Linked DNA regions of Neogale vison: region 2 is linked to region 1. Evidence: chromatin contacts called from public Hi-C data. All regions are on one chromosome and are shown on one strand. The core of a region is the stretch at or near the end of the contact, and the rest is flanking DNA. Distances in the headings are between cores, read along the strand shown.

Region 1 (3,391 bases), core at 454-2,953:
TTGTCCCTGTTCAAGCCAGTATTTTGGCCTGTTTTGTTTGTATTTGTTTCGTGCCAGACATGGTTCTAAAGGCTTTTCATGTATTGACTCCTTCAGGCCTCACGGAAACCTCATGTAGATACTATTATTATTGCCCCTGTTTTACAGATGAAGCAACTGAAGATCAGAGAGTGCAAGCCACTTGCCCAAGACCACAAGTCTTGCCAACCAGCAAGTAAGCACAAGGACGTGAGCTCCCGTTATGTTCTCTTGCAAAATTCACTTGATCCTCCCGGCAGGGCTGGTATTATAACCCTCATCGTCCAGAATTAGTGAAAGAGGAAAAATCGGGCAAATGACCTGCTCAGGGTCACAGAGGGGATGAGGGGCGTACCTGGGGGCAGAGACCAGCGTTTTCCTGATGGACACATGCCCAGAGTGAGACAAGACTCTCCCGGCGAGTTCTGTTGCGGGAAGGCAGCAAGGACTCAGTGCTTCCTCCTCAGCCCCTGCCACGCGGAAAGTAATCCTTAAGATCTGGGAGAAGAAAAAAAAAAACAAAGATGGCATCATTTTTCAGTATTTATCCATGTTTGCCGTGTGCCGAGGCCCTGTTAGGCTTGGCATCCTGGTACAACCGTGTCCCTGGGAAGGATAAGCACTGAGCAGGTGGCTCGGGGGAGCGCCTCACTGGAGGTCCTCAGGTGGACCAAAGGCTTTGGTCTTGAACTAATGGTACCACCCTGGTCCCCACTGGCCATACGGGACAGCCCCAGGTTGTCCTGTGCCAATGGCGCCACCTGGTGGCAAACAGGGGAAGGCTCACCCGAAGTGCCTCTCCCTGTCCCTTCTTTTCCTTCTGCCGAGGCTGCCACCCAGCAAGCTCGGTGGGGGGCTCGAGAAGCAGCTTGATGGAGTGGCCGGAGCAGGGCGGGAGAAGGGGGGGGTTTCGGGGCAAGCGGGGCCGGGGGCGGGGTGCAGGGAGCCTGTGGGAACGGAGTGCTGGGCCTGCTGGCTCTCTCTGCAATGCCCTTCCCAGGGACCTGAGCGTCCTTTAGAGCTTGCCCCCCTGGGTTCTAACAAGCTGCTTTGCTGGAAACACTTTATGAAATCTGCTTGGGGGAAGCCATCAGAGTCCGTCACTGGCCACCAAGCAAACCAGTCCCACGGTTTTGCGGTGACAACCGGAGACTTTCTGAGCAGGGCTCCCACAGTGAGTTCAGCCAATTAAGGAAACAATTAGCCTCCCCTGAGGCTAATTCATGCATTGTCACCCCACACAGTTCTGTGGTTTTATGAGCCAGAGGGCCTCAGTGTCCCGTGGGCAGAGGCCTGTGTGTGGCCGCTGGTAATTATGCAGATTTCTGGCCCCACCCCAGAGATCTAGCTCTGAGAGCCCAGGGCATCTGAATTTTAACATCCCGTAGTTCTCACACTGGAGAAACTGCCCGAAGCACTTTCAAGTCACATTCCCAAGGGGCTGTGGGCAGGGTGGTGGCCGCCTTCCAGGAGGCCGGCTTGGAAGGAGCCAGGGGGAGCCCTTCAAAGAGATTTGATCCTCCTTCATTCCCTCTGCCCCTTCCCCCTCCCTTGGAAGGCCAGCAGGTGTCCAGGGAATAGAGAACAAGCACCTCACCGTGCCCCCCTCCTTACCTTCTAAGCCAATGGGGGCCGTTTCCTCAGCCACCATGGATTTGATGAAAAGTGGTTGGGAGTGGGGTGCCTGGGTGGCTCAGTGGGTTAAGCCGCTGCCTTCGGCTCAGGTCATGATCTCAGGGTCCTGGGATCCAGTCCCGCATCGGGCTCTCTGCTCAACAGGGAGCCTGCTTCCCTCTCTCTCTCTCTGCCTGCCTCTCTGCCTACTTGTGATCTCTCTCTGTCAAATAAATAAATAAAATCTTTAAAAAAAAAAAAAGTGGTTGGGAGTGACAGGAGGGAAAGAGTTTGCAAAGAATAAGATGTGAGTTGGAAGTAGCTGTTCTGGGGCACCTGGGTGGCTCAGTGGGTTAAAGCCTCTGCCTTCAGCTCAGGTCATGATCCCAGGGTCCTGGGATGGAGCCCCGCAAGGGAGCCTGCTTCCTCCTCTCTCTCTCTCTCTCTCTCTCTGCCTGCCTCTCTGCCTACTTGTTATCTCTGTTCAATAAATAAATAAAATCTTAAAAAAAAAAAAGAAAATACCTGTTCTGCCTTCAACTCTTATTGAGCCTCTTTCTAGTACTGGTCTCTGTGTGGGGCTTGGGGGACGGGCAGAGAGCAACATGGGTCCAGCGTGGGGCCATGGGACGGGTACGGACACCCAGGGTGTGTGGTTAGCCATGAGGAAATCTGTGGAGGGTGACAGGTCTGGGATGGGCAGCGGGAGACACTTAGAAAGGGTGGGGAGTGGGAACAGGAGGAGGGACAGGAGAGGCGGTCCCCAGTGGACTTTTGTCTAGGAGCTGAACCCTGTTAAGGCTTCAGAGTTGGGGACAGGGGGCTGGGCAGGGGCAGGGGAATCTGTGGGAATTCCCCCATCAGCTTGGCTTGATTCCTCAGGGGAGCTTCTCTCCTGCTCTCCCTCTCCCCTCTGCCCAGAAGGTTCTTTTCCTCCCACTTCCCTTCAGTGTACTAAGCTAGGCCACTTTTTCCCTAAATACCCCATGCCTGGGGAGACCTGGGTCACAGGCAGAAGGCCCTGGTTCCAGAGACAGCAAAGAACGCAGGCCAGCACCTCTAATTCTTAGAGGAGTCTAGAACTACCTCCAATGACCCACCAGAAACGTTGAATCCCTCTATCATTCATTCAACAAACCTTTTGGGGGCATTGCCCTCCATCTAGGGCGGAGCCTGACTCCCACACACCTGAGTCACAAACCTGTGGGAACCCAGTGTGAGGAGGACACAAGCCCAGACCAGGCTGAGCCCGCCACGGACGCCAAGGCCAGGGCATTCACAAAGGCTCAGTGAGAAGCTTCTAGGAGTAGGAGAGAATGAGCCAGCCAGAGGGACTGGGGCGTTAGGTCCCAAGCAGCAGGGGTGGGAGGGGGGACCAGGGGAGCAGGACCTGGAAGGCCTCCCCCATCCCCATCCTTTCCTGAAACTACCTTTGCTGTCTGGTGACAACGGTCAGATAAATAAGACCATTTATTTTTCTGTTAAAAAATTACTGGTAGTACCACCAGTATCGATTTCTACTGTTTTCATTTCGCGTGTACAGATTTTCAGCCACGACTGAGTTGAGCCGCTTTCCGGCTCTGGTTCACAGAAGCCCTGGCATCATTTATGATAGGGTTTCTGAGTGGAAAGATTTTTCTTTGGAACACGGCTCGTTCAGAAGTGGAGACCCTCCCTGCAGTCACTGGGGTGAAAATCCCGTTCTACAAAACGCCCAGCAGCCCCCACGAGATGCTGCCCGTCTTTCTAGGACCAGAAG
Region 2 (3,391 bases), core at 309-2,808, 280 kb before region 1:
CCTGGGATCGAGGCCCACGTCGGGCTCTCTGCTCAGCAGGGAGCCTGCTTCCTCCTCTCTCTCTGCCTGCCTCTCTGCCTACTTGTGATCTCGCTCTGTCAAATAAATAAATAAAATCTTTAAAAAAAAAAAAAAAACAACAGTGGCGGCCAACATTCAATGAGTACCTAAGTGCCAAGGCTTCCCCTCAGCACTTTAAATATACTACCTTTTTAATAAGTCTACTCTCTGAAGAAGGTATCACCATGATGCTCGTTTTACAGAGGAGGAAACTGAGGCACAGCAAGATGAAATAATTTGCTCAAGGTCACACAGCTAGTAAGAGGCAAGGTCTGGGGACAAGTCTGTGTTAACTACCACACTCTATTGCTTCTCACACACACGTAGGGAAGGGACAGCCCAGAGGGGAGCTCACTTACGAACACCTTCCCTCTTAGACCAGCAGTGACGGTCCACACTAAAACACACTCCATCAATCTACAAAACAACAAAATATCGACAGCCTCTAACGTTCCTACCGTCCTTGACAGTTTATTTCCCAGATCTTTTCTCAACAGGGACATTGGGCAGTGCCGAGGGGGAACACCGAGATAAGAAAACAGAATCTCTGCAACCGGGGACCTCAGTATTTCAATCCTTCCAGTGACTGGTTCTGGGGCATCTAAGTGAAGGCAGGGGACAGCGAGGCAGTAGGGGGCAGGTCATGCGAGGGGAGGGAACGGAGTTCCTAAGAAATGCTAGAGGCAGGCAGAGCTGGGGAGCAAGCTCGGGAAGCTGTGGGAGGCCACCTCACTTGGACTGGAAAAGCCACCAAACACTGACTTAACTGGATGACCTTGGGAAAGTCACTTCCCTTCTCTGGTGGTCTGTTTTTCCGTGGCGGGTGGGGGTGGGCGTGTGCGAGACAGATGACCACTCAAGCCCTACACCCACTTTCGGCTCACAGAACCTAATGGGCACCTGTAAATACAGTCAGCAACTTACAGCTGACTTTGGGTTCCAGATCCACCAAGGCTGGCTCTGGGCCTCGGGGGCATCACTTCGCCTCTAGGTGCCTCACATCCCTCACCTATAAAACAAGCCTGTCACCCACAGTCCCTCCCACGGAATCGGTAACAATTACGGGGACGAAAAGGGCCAACGCGCCCAGAGCGCCTAGAAGCGCGGTTCGGACGCAGGTCACGGTTGCTTTTGAGACCGGCGCCGCCGCCGGGTCGGGTCCACCAATGCTTGGGTGACCCTCCTCCCCTGAAGCACCCGGAGTCGCCTGTGCCCAGGTCGGTGACCTCAGCTCGTCCCGGGAGAAATGGGAGGCCAGGACGGCTGCGACCTTGGGCGGCTGCATCCGGAGCCCCGCTTGCGCCGCGGCCTCTCACCAGTGTTCGGCACCTCTCGGTACCAGGCGCGGTACAACTCGCGCACCCTCCGCTTGGCTTCGTTCATGTCCCGACTAAAAATGGGCTTCACTGAAGTGGGCACCGTAGCAGCAGCCCGCCGGAGGCCGCTCGCCGCCATCTTGCTAAAGAAACCACCTTCAGTGGGGGCGGCCAAAGGACGAAAGTCTTTTGTCATTGGCTAAAACTAAAAGCCACGCCCCCAAGCGCCATGGGTAGGCGGGAGGATAGCTGTGGGACTCTCTGACTGGCTGGGAGGACGCTAGGGGATGCGCATGCCCAGACCCGGAAACCCCAGCTCAGCTGTTGGTGAGGTTGGCCCAACCTCGCCGCCAGGAGACGCTCGAGCGCCAGGCTGGCCGCGGAGCCGCAGCCTTGGCGTCCTCCGTTGTCCCGCCGGCCACCACCAGCTCGCCGCGCTCCTTTGGTTGTGCCTGTGGGCGCGCGGGTCTCGCAGAGCTTCGCGGGTCGCTTTCCCCGGGCCGGGGTCACGGGTCCCCAGGGGCAGCGGAAGCCCCCCAGGGCGCCTGGGCTTCCTTGGCGCCGGCCTGGGCCCTGTGCGGTTTCTCTGCAGCATCATTCTGTCCCCCACCCCCCACCCCCCACCCCAATAAACCAACTCTTCGGAAGCGCTGGGTAGCCGCCAAAGCTCTTTCCTGGCCGTTGCCCTCCTGGCGCTTCTCCACGTCCCGGGAAGGTGGGCTCTATCATCAGCCCCGTTTCAGACAAGAACCTTTTCATCCTAACCTGTGCATCTCCGTGAGAAGCGGCCCAGAAACGTGGAGCCGGAGGCAGGCTTGCATCGACTGTCCTGCGTGTCCCCTCCGTTGTGATATTTTTCTACTGAGGTTGTCATCTGGCCATCCCGGGTGGGGGGTCCGGAGGTGCTAAGGGAGAAATAACAGCTAACGCATGGCAGGCCGCACACTAGACCATTTTACCTGATCTTCTTTAATCTCATGGATCAGAGAGCTTCTGTTAGCACCCCAGGAAACAGGTGGTTTGGGGTCAAGGTCACGTGCACCTTGTGAGGGTGCTGGGGGAGGGGCAGGAGCAGGGGCTGAGCTCAGCTCTGAGACCCCAGCCAGCACGGAATAGGGCCCTGCAACTATCCCAGCCTTTCCCGTTTTAAAGGGTAAAAGAAAATCCGATTTTTGTTCTTGCATTGCCTTTTAAAATGTGTCTGCTTTTAAGTGAGTTACTCATTCAAAGGAAGCTTGCACCATATACGAGTTCAAAGCATGATAATAAAATGGAAACCTTGAGGCCTCAACCACAACCTCAAAAAGTGGTGATAGAGTTAAGGATTATATAAGCAGACTGTGCTCTTGACAGCCACTGATTTGAGTTCTCCAGGCACATTAACTTGTTCATGCATCACAACACACCTGTGGGATCAGCACCTTTAAACCCATTTTACAGATGAGAAAACAGACACACAGAGAGGAAGTTACCGGGCAGGGCTGGCTTGAGACCCAGGCAGCTGTCCCTGGAATCTGTGCTCTACCTCTCCCAGCACCTACTTCATCACCTCTACCTAATTCTAACCCCGTCCATGCTCCTGCCTCCTCCAGGAGTCACCGCTATCATGAATGTAGCATTTAATATTCCTTTTCATTGAAAAAAAAAAAAAAGGCCGCTGAAAAAACCACAAACTGGGAGAAGATATTTGCAAATCATTCATTCTGTAATGTATTTGTATCTAGAATATATATGACTCTTACAGCTCAGTAATAAAAAGGCAAATAGCCCAATTTAAAAATAAGCAAAGATGGGGCCTCTGGCTGGCTGAGTCAGTAGAGCATCTGACTCTTGATCTCAGGGTCATGAGTTCAAGTCCCATGTTGGGCATAGAGCCTAGTTTAAAAAAAAAAAAAAAAAAAAAGAGCCAAAGTGACAAACCCAATGGCAGGAACTCTGTCATTGCTGGTGAAAATAAAGAATCAAACAGCCACTTTGGAAGTCAGTTTCGCAGTTTCTTACAAAACTAACCATAC

Evidence for each region. A called contact is a pair of places that touch in the nucleus more often than the background predicts.
Region 2: a Hi-C map of fibroblasts shows a contact between it and region 1, with 6 times the contacts expected there. The contact joins the promoter of NDUFA6 here to the promoter of NFAM1 in region 1. A contact is called at or near these places in 2 of 3 Hi-C or Micro-C datasets (fibroblasts and muscle).

What each region holds. Positions count from the first base shown.
Region 1 is chr12:6,429,749-6,433,139 of ASM_NN_V1, reverse strand. It overlaps NFAM1 (NFAT activation molecule 1), which reads right to left and starts at 1,703. Exons shown (of 7, transcript XM_044226672.1): 1 at 1,633-1,703; 2 at 374-516. The coding sequence starts at 410.
Region 2 is chr12:6,707,165-6,710,555 of ASM_NN_V1, reverse strand. It overlaps NDUFA6 (NADH dehydrogenase [ubiquinone] 1 alpha subcomplex subunit 6), which reads right to left and starts at 1,558. Exons shown (of 3, transcript XM_044227868.1): 1 at 1,377-1,558. The coding sequence starts at 1,515.